Regions from separate parts of the Sus scrofa genome. Here region 2 is linked to region 1. Evidence: chromatin contacts called from public HiChIP or PLAC-seq data. All regions are on one chromosome and are shown on one strand. Each heading gives the region's core, a stretch centred on a gene start, on an enhancer-like site or on the middle of the called end of the contact. The rest is flanking DNA. Distances are from core to core; before and after follow the strand shown. Region 1 has its middle 57 kb from the start of HECA. Region 2 overlaps REPS1 (ralBP1-associated Eps domain-containing protein 1).

The links. HiChIP or PLAC-seq counts read pairs in DNA pulled down with a chosen protein or histone mark.
Region 2: an H3K27ac HiChIP or PLAC-seq map of alveolar macrophages shows a contact between it and region 1. The contact joins two enhancer-like sites.

What each region holds. Positions count from the first base shown.
Region 1 is chr1:25,303,533-25,311,312 of Sscrofa11.1, forward strand. No RefSeq gene overlaps it. Among named protein-coding and RNA genes, the nearest start is that of HECA, 57 kb to the right of the region's middle. Within about 2 kb of position 6,294, at least 2 of the 83 cell types and tissues checked have an H3K27ac peak or open chromatin away from gene starts, as enhancers often do. A contact at or near this core is called in alveolar macrophages, where this site is marked.
Region 2 is chr1:25,484,014-25,491,077 of Sscrofa11.1, forward strand. All of the region lies in intron 1 of REPS1 (ralBP1-associated Eps domain-containing protein 1), which reads left to right. Among named protein-coding and RNA genes, the nearest start is that of REPS1, 6.3 kb to the left of the region's middle. Within about 2 kb of position 1,303, at least 6 of the 83 cell types and tissues checked have an H3K27ac peak or open chromatin away from gene starts, as enhancers often do. A contact at or near this core is called in alveolar macrophages, where this site is marked.

The DNA.
Region 1 (7,780 bases), core at 5,044-7,543:
AAGAAAGGCCCTCCTCACACATTGACTGAAGAAAGACTTCCAGAGATGGAGTCAGAGATATGGCATGAGTCTTTTGAGGGGAAATTTTCTTACTTCATACACTGATTTTATAACCTAAGACTGCTTAGTTTCCAAAGGTTCCTATGATTCAGAACCTTCCTAGACTACAGAGACCATTTGCTTTACATCTTCCTAGTCATGTAATTCTCAAGGCATGTGAGTCGATTAGTGATTGACTGATGCCCTTAGTTGATTATAACCAACCCCCCATCCAACTGATGAAAGATGAAAACTCTTCATTCCTTCACTCAACGAATATTTACTGAGTGCTTACTGTGTGCCAGCTACTGTTCTAGATGCTGAGATATAGTGGCACACAAAATAGACAAAAAAAATCTCTTTTTATGGGGCTTATATTCTAGTAGGGAAAACAGACACTAAATGAGACACATAAATACAATACACCGTATGTTGGTTGGTCATAAGTGCCTCAATGAAAAATAAAGCTGGAAAGGGGAAAGAATGTTAGGTATGGTTGTAATTTTCAACAGTCAGAGGAGACCTCCCTGAGAGAAAACACATGAGTAAACCCCTAGGAGAGAGCATGATCTGCGGGTAACTGAGAGGAGAGTGTTACAGGCAGAGGACAGCAACAGGTAGAAGAGGCAGTTCCCTGAGGGGTATGGTGGTGGAAATAACAACCCTCCTCCCCTACACACACACACACACACACACACACACATCTATGTCCTAATCCCCTGAACCTGCGAATACGTTACATAGCAAGGGGGAATTAAGGGTACAGATGTAATCAAGGTTGCTAACTAACCAGCCTGAAAACAGGGAGATTATTCTGAATTATTGGGTGGCCCCAACGTACTCACAAAGGTCCTTAGAAGTGGAAGAGGAAGTTATAAAATGATGTCTGAGTCTACCTGAAACTAACACAATATTGTACATTAACTCTACCCCAATAAAATTTTTTTTAAAAAGACTGAAACATATAGAACGAAAGAAAGGAAGAGGCAGGAAGGAAGGAGGGAAGAAAGAAAGGAAGAAAACGATGTTCAAGTGATGCAATGTTAAAAGAACTCAATTCACCACTGCAGACTTTGAAAACGGAGGGAGTGGCCCAGAGAAGCTGTAAGGGCAAGGAAACAGATTCTCTTCTGGAGCCCCCAGAAAGGAATGCAGCCCAGCCAACACCTTGATTTTCGCCCAGGGGGACCTGTGTCAGACTTCAGACCTACAGAACTGTAAGATAATACACTTGTGTTGCTTGAAGCCACCAACTTTGTGGTCATTTATTAAATCCATAATGGAAAACTAATACAAGTAGAAACACATTGGTATTTTAGACACATCTCAAGGAGACATCGCTGAAAGTTAAGTAAGGGAAGGACAGTAACACATGCACTTAGAGAAGTAACTGGGAGCCAGACCATGTAGTTTCCTATTGGCCATTTTCAGGATTTCGAGTTTTACTCTGAGAGAAAAGGAGAAACATTCCACAGTTTCAAGCAGGGCTGTTATGCTGAAAAAGCACTGAGAGGGCAAGGCAAAAGCAGTCAGAGGGAATGGAAGTCTATTGCAATGAGCTGAGCAAAAGATGGTGACTGGTACGAAGCAGCGGCCCCAGGCTGTGTGAAGTGTTTGGATTCTAAACATATTCTGATGGCTGAGTTGACAGGAATTTCTAAAATACTGGATATAGACTATGATAAAGAAGAGTCTAGCATGATCCCAAGGATCTTGGTCTAAGCAACTATAGTTGTCAGTAACTAAAATGCGGAAGGATGCAGGAGGAACAGGTTCAGAACTCAGGGAGCCACACATGAAGCCTGAAGTGTCTGACATTCTGCTTGACTGCACTGTTCAACATCATTCTCTCCCTTTCAACGTATGGAGTATACTTTCCTACGTTATTGACTTTGGTCTTAGCCGCATGACTTTCTCTGGCCAAGAGTATGAGAGTAAATGGGATATATGCCATGTTTAGAGGCACCGAAAATCTCCAGCTACCCCTTTGTTCCTGCTCTCTGTCCAAGAGAATAGCCCAGGCCAGGCAGAGGTGGTACCTTCAGCCTGGTACCTAGAACGAGAAGACAGGCAGAGAAGATCCATCTATGGAACAAGGAAGAAATCTCAACCCAACCGGTAGCCTGGAGCTGAGATACAGTTAAACTGCAAATCCATGAGCAAGAAATAATGTTTGTCAGTGTAAGCCACTGAAATCTGGGGGTCATTTGTTTTTGAATTAATACAGCCTAGAGTTTAGAGAAACTAAAACTCTAAATGGTTTAGTTTAAACTAAACTAAATGTTTAAATGTAGGCATCCTCACTATATGATGGGCATTTAAAGTCAGGAATCAGGATGAGACCACCAAGACAATGAGTAGAGACAAAACAGAGAAGAGGGTCCAAGACTGAGCACTGGGTACCTCTTGGTTAAGAGATGGGGGAGATGAAGAAGAGCCAGGTCAGGAGAGACTGAGAAGGAACTGGCCCATAAGGTAGGAGGAGAGACTGAAACCTGTGGTGTGGTATCCTGAGAGAGGAAGTGATCACGCTATTAAATGCTCATAATTTAAGTACAGTGAGGACTGAAAAATGACCACTGGCTTTAATATATGGAGGTCACTGGTGGAGTTCACAATAATTTTAATGTGGTGATCAAATGACAATTATCACTCTTTGTGACCACGGTCATCTATTCACTCATTCATTCAATAACTACTCTGAGCACCTGCACCAGTGAAATAGACACCTGCCGCCCCCGCCCCCCAAAAAACGCGTGCCCTTAAGGGACTAAGATTTTAGTGGAAACAGAGAAAATAAACAATAAGCATGAGACAAAGGTGATGGCTGCTACTGAAAAACAGTGTAGGAAAAAGGAAATCTGGGATGCCAGAAGGGTTGCAATTAAAATAGGGAGGTCTAGGCTTCATAAGAATGTGATATTTGGAGTTCCTGTCGTGGCTCAGTGGTTAACAAATCCGACTAGGAACCATGAGGTTGCAGGTTTGATCCCTGGCCTCGCTCAGTGGGTTAAAAATCCGGCGTTGCCGTGAGCTGTGGTGTGTGGGTCACAGACGCAGCTTGGATCCTACGTTGCTGTGGCTCTGGCGTAGGCCGGCAGCTACAGCTCCAATTAGACACCTAGCCTGGGAACCTCCATATGCTACGGGAGCAGCCCTAGAAAAGGCAAAAAAAAAAAAAAAATAATAATGTGATATTTGATTAAGAGCTTTAAAGAGCTGACTTTCTGATCCCAGACTGTACCCCAGGATTTTATTTGCCTCAATGCCCTCAGTTTCAGCCCTCAGCTGACATTAAACAATCAAGTATATCTACAAGATCTGTGACTTTAGAGGATTTCTCAAATGTCAATTAGTTGAATAAATAAACCAGGAGTAAAAACCAAGATTCAGCCTTCGCTTATTTTGCTGTTACTGAGAATAATCCATTTGTACTGTGATCTATCAGAACCACTCAACAAAGAAAAATCATCTTGGATTAAGTCTGAGGAAGGCTCATATGACATTATCAACTCAAAAAAGTCATTAATAATAGATAATTAAAAACTCATGTAGGTGTTCGCTTAGCTACTCATAGAAGAGGCTTAATTAAGAAGGGCTGCGAAACAGGCCAGCATTAGGCAGTTATTTTCACTGAAACTGACCTTGGTGTTTTATAGGATGCAGGTAAGAGCCAAAAGCTGGTTTCCATTCCATCGTGGGAACATGGCCCTGTGATTGCTCACTTAAGACGGTTGATGTCTGAACTACACATACTCCATGAGTCTCCTGGGTTCACTTTCCTCCTAGGAGAATCAAAAATGCACAATAAGTAACAAAACCTTTCATACGCTGTTTCCACTTTTAAAGTTTTTATTAAAATATATGATACAGTGTTAGGGGCCAATCATCCAGAACCTGTTCATGAAGGGTTGAAAGAGTTATGATGAAAAGCTATAATCCAGCACAGTCCAACTGAACTTTCTCCAAATGTGGCACTGCCCAATACTATAGTCATTAGCCATGCATGGCTATCTAGAACTTGAAAAATAGCTAGTGCAACTTAGGAAGTGGATTTTTAATTTAAACATTTTAAAATTTAATTTGGATGGCCACATGTGGCTAGTGGCTACTGGCCTGGATGGCACAGCTCGGAAGGCCTAGATTGTCAACAACATTGTATCTGCTTTCCTTTCTATACAGTAAGCAGGCTGAGAACGAGGAATTTTAAGGTGTCTTCTATTTCTGAGATTCTCTAATTTTTTAAATCTTAACTATTTAAATAATCATAAACATGATCACCTTTATTCCAAACATGTGAGAGATGAAGTGATTTTTACCAGTGGCTCAGAATAGAAGTCAGTTCTTATGACCTGGGTATTTATTTCCTTTTAATATTTTGATATTTGATTTTCTGAAAGGAATCCCCAAAGGAGCAGGCTGCAAAAACACAAAACCAGGAAACATAGGATAATGTATACTATGGTATAAAAGGTGAAAAGAAAAACTCTCTGAATTCTCCCACAACCAGCTCCTTCATGTCTCTGGTATGCAGAGCTGCCAGTACATTCAATTGCTCATTTTGCTAATGGGTGAGGCTCTGTACTAGGTATTAGGAATACAAAATGTTGAAAACATAGGCACTGCCCTTGAGGACAGCATCATTAGAGTGGTACCTACATGAAGTCCATCACATGCTTTCCAGAGCCCAATAGTCTAGCATCTTCTCTGTTCCCCACATCTGAGCAACTTTATGACAACAGCCTCCTTCCTAAATGCTGACACTGCAATCCTATAAGACTGTTTTCATTTGGCTCTGCCCTCTCAGTTCCCGCACCCCTCAACAGCTGCAGAGGCTGTATTATGCTTTCAAAAATGAGCACATCTCCACAGGCAGATCATTCAAGACCTTTCTGATTTACTTTCTTTTGGGTTTAATTATAAATTTTGAAATCTTTACACTCATCATTAGTATCTTGTTAATTAATATTATATGTAAATCAAGAAAACTAAAAGTGCCAAAGTACTCGCTCCAGTCGTAAAACAGAGGCAGTTCTAAAAGAGAAAACTTCAACCTGACTATCTTAAACATTATTCTTCTTAGATAAAATCATGTTTGGAATTTTAGAATGTAGCGATTTTAAATACACTTTCTTCATAGCTTAGACATTTGCTAGAGATATTTTCTTAAAAGTTTAAACTGATTCAAATCCAAATATGCACATCAGCTTTAAGAGAAATCATGAAGTTTTTACTAACAGAAATAGAATATGCCTGTCACCTTCTTTGTAATGTTTTTACCCTGAAAGCTATAATAAAACCTTAGTACTTCTTACACTGAACATCTTATAAATGCTTAATGTTAAAATCCCCAACTTCAAAATAATAAGAACCACAGCCAATATATAATAAGAACCACAGCCAATATCCCACGTACATCAACACCAGATTAAAGACATCTGGAAAATGATTGTGATGCCAACACAATTCTTCAAAAATTTCTTGCTTCCCTGCACACAAAGTGCTACATATGCATTAATAAACCTGACAAAGATATAAATGAGAGACATGCCAGGAGTGAAATTTCCCTTTCAGAATGTTTTCATTTTAATAAAATTCTTCTTAATTGAAAAACACAAAACTTATAAGTGCTTTTTTAGAACTTCAATTCATTAGTTTAAAAAAGATCTACATTTACAATTTCATTTCAGTTTAAGGGTAGGTCACTGATGAACACAGCAATTCTCAGCCTGAAGTATTTCACCATGAAGTATTTTAGGTGTATATACCCCAAGGAGTCTCGTCGCCTCTCACAGAATGCCACCACTTCAAAAAGTAGAATTCAGCCATTTTAAAAAGATGTTCATAGCTGTTGAAGTGCTCATCCTCTGAACAAATAATCAGGACTTCTTCTGGATCCTACTACTGCACGTAATACATGCTCAGTAAATGCAAATTGACTAGCATTTAACATGTCAAACATGATGTGTGAAAGGCTAGTTTCAGATAGTCATAGCTGTTTAACATGAAAAGTACAGGCATCTGGGATATGTGCTATTTTTTTTCTAGGTAGAAACAAATGGAATCATCACTGATGTGCTCACTTTAATAACCTCTTGTGTCTGTTTCTCATTAAAGAGTTTAGAAAATGATGAAGCTATTAAATCTCAGAGGGAAAAGTTGCTATTTGTGTTTTCCTGCTGTTACAAAAGCATGATCTGAAAGGTTAAATGATGTGTCAGAGTGTGTAAGGCGCAATTCCAACCCAGACTTCCTGCCTCCGAGACGGGGGCATTGGCCCTGGCTAGCTGAGCAAGTTCTGGTGATCATCAGGGGTGAAGGATCATGCAGCTTTTCAGGAGGTGCATCTCACAACCTTGATCCCTCAGTCTGGATTGGACCAGGATAAGCAAACATCAACACTGAAGGGCATTGTCCTGGCCAACACGGAGTGACCATGGTCTGATTCTATCACATCCCAAGTGTTATCATTTGCAAGTGGTGCTCAGTAGCATGGATGGCAGCCTTCGTGGGCATGCTTCAGAAGTAAAATACAATCACTATAACACAAACTGGCTACTGTTTGTGTTCACCATGAACAGAAAGAAATGGATCATTTCTCAACCCCCCAAACCATAGATCACATTTTGAAGCTAACCACTAGTGGGAAAACAACAACAATATGAATTTCACAAAATTTCCAACCCACTTCCTAAATCAGATTTCATCTGTTTATTAGTCCCACAACCTTCTCACCCACTTCTTACCTCACTGCCTGATGCCAGGTTTGACCTCGCTTCACACACCCACTGATCTCAGCTGTATGAAGGAGTACCGACACTTCAAAAGCAGAATTCAGCAAACTTTTTTTTTTTTTTTAATGTACAGAGCTATTGAAGATCATCAGCCTCTGAACAAGTAAGACTTCTCTCAAAAGCAGCTCTTTCATGAGTCTGACATAAGGTCTGCAATTCCTCCCCTGGTTTTAGAGAACTCTCCAGATTTTCAGGACCCTCTTAGGAAGAAGTCTCCTGGGAAGCATCCTTAGCATTACCAACTTGGTGATGTGCATGACCTTCAGTCCTACTTGCTGTGTGTTGTTGAGCCATTTTCATCTGTAAAATAAATGGGTTGAGTCAATCTCTAAGGTCTTTCCTGCCCTAATAGTCTAAGAGTGATTTCCGAAATAACATAGGTGATCATAAGGTACATTTTGAACATTTACTGCATGCCATGGTAAGTGTTAAAACACTTTTTTGTACTAAGCACTTTGCATTTCTTCTCTTAAACCCTAATAGTATCCCTCCCCTCAGGCAGAGACTTAATTTTTGCAGCTGAGGAAAGTCAGTATTTGCAAGCTTGAGCAGTAGAATCTTCCTAAAACAGCCTTTCCTAAGCCAATCCAGCAAATGCACTGACTCTGAATTCATCTTGTAAAACTTCACTCTGATGGGAAATTCCTGTGTGGTGAAGTGGGTTAAGGATCTGGCACTCCTGCAGCTGTGGCACAGGTGTAACTGTACCATGGTTTCAATCCCTGGCATGGGAACTTCCACATGCACGGTTGTAGCCAAAGAAAATTTTGCAATGAATGACCTCAGTACTATGGATGCTAATGGCTGTAGCTTCTGTAAGGCAGGGCACATACAATTTCCCCCAGCAAAGCTGTGTGCTTACCAAAAGTTTGTCCTTTTTGTTCTCAAACTTGTTTTTACCTTATACTTGGCAATGCCATTAGGTAATTTAATAAAACTAGTACATA
Region 2 (7,064 bases), core at 53-2,552, 180 kb after region 1:
GTAAAGGAGGGTACGATCAGGAAAGGCCTCTTGACTTAATTCAGATGGACCTTAACATTGGCGTGAGAGATGAAGAGGACATCCAGGAAGGGAAAAAACATGGCCAAAGGTGGAAAGTGTAGAAAGGAGCCTTTTCAAGGACTAGCAGATAGAAGCTAGAGTATGTTTTGGGCATAATGAAACTTAGAAAGAGACCACATTAGGAGAGATTCTAGAGAACAGGCAAATTGCATATTTCTTTGGGCAGTGGAGACTCACTGATAGTTTTTGACTCTGAGCGAGGAGGAGAGTAGAGTCTGTGGAACGAGGCTCCAGCAGTGGTTGGAATGGAAGCTGGGTACTGGGCACCCAGACCAGGGTGACAGCAGTAGGATAGAAAAGCAGGGGCTGGATGAACAGGTCTGCTTTATTGAAGTTCTGCTGGGTAGCTGCAATGTGAGGTGCTCTGTGGGATAATGTTTAATTGAGGCCAGATTATCGAGGCTGGGTGGAGAGCTTTGAACTAATTGTGAAGGTAGTAACAGGGAGTTGTAGATTTAAGAGAAATGACTCATAAAAGCAGTGCTGTAGGAGGCCCTTAGGAGATCAGAGCAACTGGAAGTAGAGGGAAGAAACTGGAGACGAGTTTGGAAACTGATCCTCTAATGCATAGATGAAGTGGGGGAATCAGGCCATGGAACTCAAATGTGGGAGTAGGGCAGACCACGAGGAGAGTGATTTTGCCCCACAGGAGGCATTTGGAGATATTTTTGGTTGTCATAACTTGGGAGGATAGAGACAAGAGATGCTGCTGAACAGCCCGCAAAGCACGGGGCAGCCCTCACAGCAAAGAATCATCTGGCCCAAAATGTCAGTTGTGCCGAGACTAAGAAAACCTAATCTGGACTCTGGTGGTGACAGTGGGACAGAAAATGAGGCTGAAGATACAATAGAGATTTTTGAAGGTAGCCCTGCGTTACCTGGTGATACTTAGAGGAGAGTAGGGCAGGAGATATTCTCTGTTGGACAGCACTCAACAATTAGAAAAAGGGCCGGCCGGAAGAGGGTCTGATTTTTAAAGAGAAAATGATGAGCTTGATTTCAGGATGGCAATGCCTGTCTCCAGGAGATGGTTGGAAATGTGTGATTTTTGTACCTCTAGTGAAGTACAGTGAAATTCAGGTATTTGGGGTGTCTCCTCTGCTTTTCTCACCTGCGTATCCTGGGTGGTGGCCAGACAGCTTCTCACACCGCGTAGGCATGCATATACACATCAGGGCTTTGACGGATGTAGTCGTTTTCAGCATTTCTTAATAAAAGTCATGAGAAGGCTGAGTCATCTGGGGGAATGAGAATAGAGAACAAAGAACAGAGGGCCCAGAACTGAAGGCAGAAGGAGCTGGCATTTATTGAGTGCCTATTATGTTCTTTTACTGGGCAGATCATTTTCATGCAAGAACTCATTTGATCCTCACAACAACCCTGTGAAGTGTGTATTGTTCTTGTTTATTAACTAGGAACTTGATAGGCAGAGAAGTTAAAGAACTAGTTAGTGAATAGAGTACCTCTCCTTTGCCATTATTCCTTGCCACCTCCCAGCTGTTTCTTTTTGCTGTTCCTGTGATTGGTTTGCCCATAGTTCCTATGAAGATTAGAGATTTTTTTTTTTTTTTTTTTGTCTTTTGCCATTTCTTGGGCTGCTCTCGCGGCACATGGAGGCTCCCAGGCTAGGGGTCTAATCGGAGCCGTAGCCACCAGCCTACTCCAGAGCCACAGCAACGCGGGATCCGAGCCGCATCCGCGACCACACCACAGCTCACAGTAGCACTGGATCCCTAACCCACTGAGCAAGGGCAGGGATCGAACCCGCAACCTCATGGTTCCCAGTCGGATTTGTCAACCACTGCGCCACCACGGGAACTCCAGAGATTTTAAATTATTTTATTTTGAGTTAGATATGGGTTTCACACTTTGCAGAGTAAATAATTGTATGTATGATGATATCTGGAAGTACAGCCACTTCAGAGTAGGAAGATTCTTGTAGTTGGTATCCTGGGTTTTATGTAACTACAGTTGTCAAATGTCTTAAGATATGTTTACCACACTTGTTTTGGAATAGCAGAATAAAACGTCTTCTGAGTTTAAGGGTTTGTTTGGGGGGGACATTGTGTTAATAGACAAAGTGAATGAGCCAAAGTTTTATAGAATTATGCTCCATACCAGAGAGGAACAGGACTAGGGAGAAAAAAGTCTGGCTCCTAGGATTTATCATGAGGAATTTTTCTCTCTGGTGAGCAAGAAAATACTCAGTGGCTTAAAAATAATCTTTTCCAGAATTATTTTATTTTTGAAACATTAGGGAAAGTATACTTTTTACCACAGTAATTAGTATGCTTCTTTAGCTTTTACTTAAAACTTCTGCTTTGGGAAATGTTTCAGAACTTCATAACAGACTTTGAATGCATAATACCTTGATAAGAGACTCTAGAACTAACTGTTCTTTTATTAAAGGTTATAAGCAATGTACTCTATTAACCAGGCTGAGAAAATCTTTTAGTTTATTTGTGTTGAGCATTATTTTCTATCTAGGCTAATATATTTGAATAACACATTAATTTAACGGGGGAAAGGTGATAAAAAAACAAACCATTTTGTCTTTCTCTTCAAATTTGTTGAATTATATCTTCTCATTAGTGATAGGATTAAAATAGGGAAGCAGTGCCTCATTTATGCATTGAAAATTATAAATGTCATAAGTTAACTGAAAGTTATGATTGAAAATTAAATGTTAGATTTGTTATTATAGAATAATTTTTCATTTGTAATCACTAAAATAATTATAAAAAACTATAAAAATAATCTTGCCTTAAACAGACACTTTACACAGTTCACAAACTTTGTGAAAGAAGTCAAACTTAATGCTTTTCTGGAGTTCCTGTCATGGCTAAGTGGAAATGAATCCGACTAGGAACCATGAGGTTGCGGGTTCAAACCCTGGGCTCGCTCATTGGGTTAAGGATCCGGCATTGCCATGAGCTGTGGTGTAGGTCGCAGACGTGGCTCGGATCTGGCATTGCTGTGGCTGTGGTGTAGGCCGGCAGCTACAGCTCCGATTAGACCCCTAGACTGGGAGCCTCCATATGCTGTGGGTGCGGCCCTAAAAAGACAAAAAAAAAAAAAAAAAAAAAGCTTAATGCCTTTCTGTAGTGTCATATTTACTTAAGATTTTTTTCTTTCCTATGTCACATTGTACTTTTAACTTTTTTCTTTTTCTTCTTTTACCCAGTAGCCTAGAGTTAAAGTCTTAGTATCTTGAGAATTCAAACTAGGCATTTTGACAGAGCTGTAAGAGTGTGAGAAGTTGATGTAAGGAGGACTAAACTTGGCAGGCAAGTTCCAGTCCTGACCTTGAGCACATCACCTAATGCCTGGATTTTAGGATTTTAATTCTCGCCATGGACATTATTAGATTGATTTTTCTTTTTCTTTTTCCTTTTCTTTATTTTTAGGGCTGCACTTGAGGCATATGGAAGTTCCCAGACTAAGGGTCGAATGGGAGCTGCAGCTGCAGGCCTACATCAGAGCAACAGCAGCACATGGAATCTGAGCTGCATCTGTAACCTATGCAGCTTGTAGCAACACACGATCCTTAACCCACTGAGTGAGACCAGAGTTCAAACCCACATCCTCACAGACATTGTGTCTGGGTCTTAATCCCCTGAGCCACAGCGGGAACTCCCTGGATTGGATTTTTCAAAGGAGAGGTCACAGTGTGGAAATGGCCACTCTAACCAGGCATATCCTTAAAACAGGTAGCCAGACAGATTTGAAATTAATTGATAAACTCTTTCCAAGCTGGAATTGATTTCTTTACACACTTAGGGTTGGAATTGATTTCTTTTACACACTTAGGGAGGTTTGAAGAGGAGAATCTTGCCTAAAATGCTGAAGTGATTATGTATACCAGGGAACTGGTGAACTGAGGGAACCAATGAAAGGGTTGTAAGGTCCATTAGTACTTAGTTCTTCAAGGTATCTGGCCAGTGAGAATTTGAAATGGGAGATTGGACTTGGTGTTCCTGATGCTTTCTGCGGGTATGTTTCATTTTCTGTAGTCTTTCTTGATTTGTGTTTCCCCTCTGACTCTGTGTAAGGAATTTATGTCTGATGGGTTGCATGTATAGGCTTGACATAAAAATCAGAATGTAATAATAACATTGGTTCAGAAATCTTTTTTTTTTTTTTTTTTTTTTTTGCTTTTTAGGGCCGCACTCGCAGCATATGGAGGTTCCCAGGCTAGGGGTCTAATCGGAGCTACAGCTCCTGGCCTATGCCACAGCCACAGCAACACCAGATCCAAGCTGAGTCTGCGACCTATACCACAGCTCAACGCCGGATCCTTAACCCACTGAGCAAGGCCAGGGATCAAACCTGCAACCTCATGGTTCCTAGTCAGATTCCTTTCCACTGCGCCACATCAGGAACTCCCAGAAATCTTTAAGTTCAGATCGTATACCAGATTTTGTTGCAATTTGATGAATTAGCTCAAAAGCCTTTAAGAAAAAACCCACATCTCTTCATTTTGTTTTAAGGATTGACTCTATGTTGAATTTGAGTCTGTCATGTTAAATGATGAAGCCAAAACTTAGGAGATTGTATTTCCTTCAAACCTCTGTTTGATTCCCTTGGATTCTGGTTCACATAGTGGATGAACACTGCTTAGAAAACAGTTACACAGAGTTTATATATAATTCAAAGTTTCAGCCTTCCCCCAACCTAGTCATGCTCATCCTATGGACCTCTAGATGAAGACAGTTTTAAGGAAAAGCAGGTAGATTTGGGAAATACATAGTTCTTTCTTAAATCATCAGTTTTGTGTTATTTTTAGTAAATACTTTTTTCGTAGCTACCGTTTATATTTGGAGTGTATATGCAGTGGTGAAAACTCAGAAATCTTCACCTCCCTCATGAATTATAACTTGTAGTTATGTGAAAAATGAAAAGAACTGGGTGCAGTCAATAGAGAATCATGGGAGACCATGAGGACCTACTTAGATGTCAGGGAAGGGCTCTCTTGAGACATGGATGGGTAAGAGAGGGAGAATGAGGTGTTTCGCATAAGGGAACCAACATGCGAAGGGTCTGAACAGCACTTGAAGAGCTCAGAGTGTTTGAAGAGATGAACGGCTGGAGCCTTGTGAGCCAGAGGGGAGAGTGTGGCAGGGACCTCATGCTGTGGAGCCCTGTGTACAAGGATATGGAGTTTGAATTACAAAGGACTGAAAGTTTTAATTCAGGGGAGTGTTGCCCTCTGAATTACATTTGTCAAAGGTTTCCCTGCTGCGTAGAGAATCCTGGGACAAGCAAAAACAGATTGGCCAATGGACATCCAGTAATTCAGGTAGGAGGCAATGACGGCTTAGATTAGTGAGGTAGCAGTAGGCTGGAGAGCAGTGGACACATTTGAGATGTTTGTAGATGGTCGAAACAGGAGGACACAAAAGTGGATTGAATATGGAATATAAGGCGGGGGAGAACTCAGAGATGTTGCTGGAAATGACCATTGTTGAGTGGTTGGGAGAGGAATGGGTTTTAAGGGTTTTTGTTTTTATTTTGTTGGAGGTGCAATGGTGAATTCAAGAGTTTTCTTTTGTCAGTCTTAAGTTCTCAGAAGCCTTTTGAGATTGTTAAGTAGGCCTCTATCAAAAAGCATTAATAATCAAGAGGAGCTCAGAGATATTTGGTTTGGAGATGTCAATTTGAAGATTATCAGTGTGTTAGTAACATTCAAAGCCATGAAAATAGGTGAAATCACTGGAGACTGTAGAGAGGAAAGGATTGGTTAGAAACAGAACTCTGAGAACGCTGAACATTTCTAAATTGGGTAAACTCAGAAGGCTTCTAGGAAGGAGGCTAAGAAAGGACAGCCCAAGTGGTTGTAGGGAAATTGAGAATGATTATTGGATCATATCATGGATACTAAGTAATTCAAGTATTTCAAGAAAAGGATAGTTACCTATTGAGTTTGGCCAAGAGGTTGAGAAGATATGGGCAGAAATATGGCTGTTGGATTTGGCAACCTAAAGGGCATCACTGACTGTAATGAACCAGTTTCATATACTGGTAAAGATGGAAGCCAGACTTGAGTGACTCGAGGGATACACAGTGGCCCAGGAACTAGAAATCGGATGTATAGATACCTTTTTAAAGAAGTTAAAGGAAACACAGGGCCAGAACAGAAGAATGAGGATGTAAAGGAAGTCTTTTTTTGCTTTTTGAATATAAGAAGTACTGCAGCATGATTTTAGTTGTTAGGGTTAATGAGATGAGGAAGGAAGATGAGAAGTCCTTGAGAAATCAGGAACGGTCTAGGATCCTGACTGCACAGGTTTGATAGAAACTGATAACTTCTAGTTTTAAAAGGAGGAAAGAACATGTGAATATAGAGGAAAGTAGGTATATAGCTTTGGTGGAGGGGAATTAGGGTGTTGTTATCCTAATGGCCTCTTCTTCTGCTAACTGAGGCAAGATTAACAGTTTAATAGGAACAATCTAAATAAGAAAGAAAGAAAAAATTATTCACTACTGTGAATCAAAAATATAAATACTTAAGAATAAACTTACAAAAAAAAAAAAGCACCAAGGTGGCATATGGAAGTTCCAGGGCTAGGGGTCAAATCAGAGTTGTAGCACACCTCTGCAGTGACCCCAGCTGCTGCAGTCAGATTCTTGACCCACTGCACCATGGTGGGAACTCCTAACCCTTATATTTATTATCAGTTTGTTTTTGAAAAAGTGCCAGGACAGTTCAGTGAGGACAGGATAGTCTTTACACCAGATGGTGCTGGGACAATTGGATATCTCTGTGTTTAAAAAAAATGGATTTTTTTTTTCTTTTTGCTTTTTAGGGCCACACCCACAGTATATGGAAATTCCCAGGCTACGGGTGAATCAGAGCTGCAGCTGCCTGCCTACACCACAGCCACAGCAATGCCAGATCCAAGTTGCATCTGTGACCTACACCATAGCTCAAGGCAGTGCTGGATCCTTGACACCCTGAGCAAGGCCAGGGATCAAACTCGCAT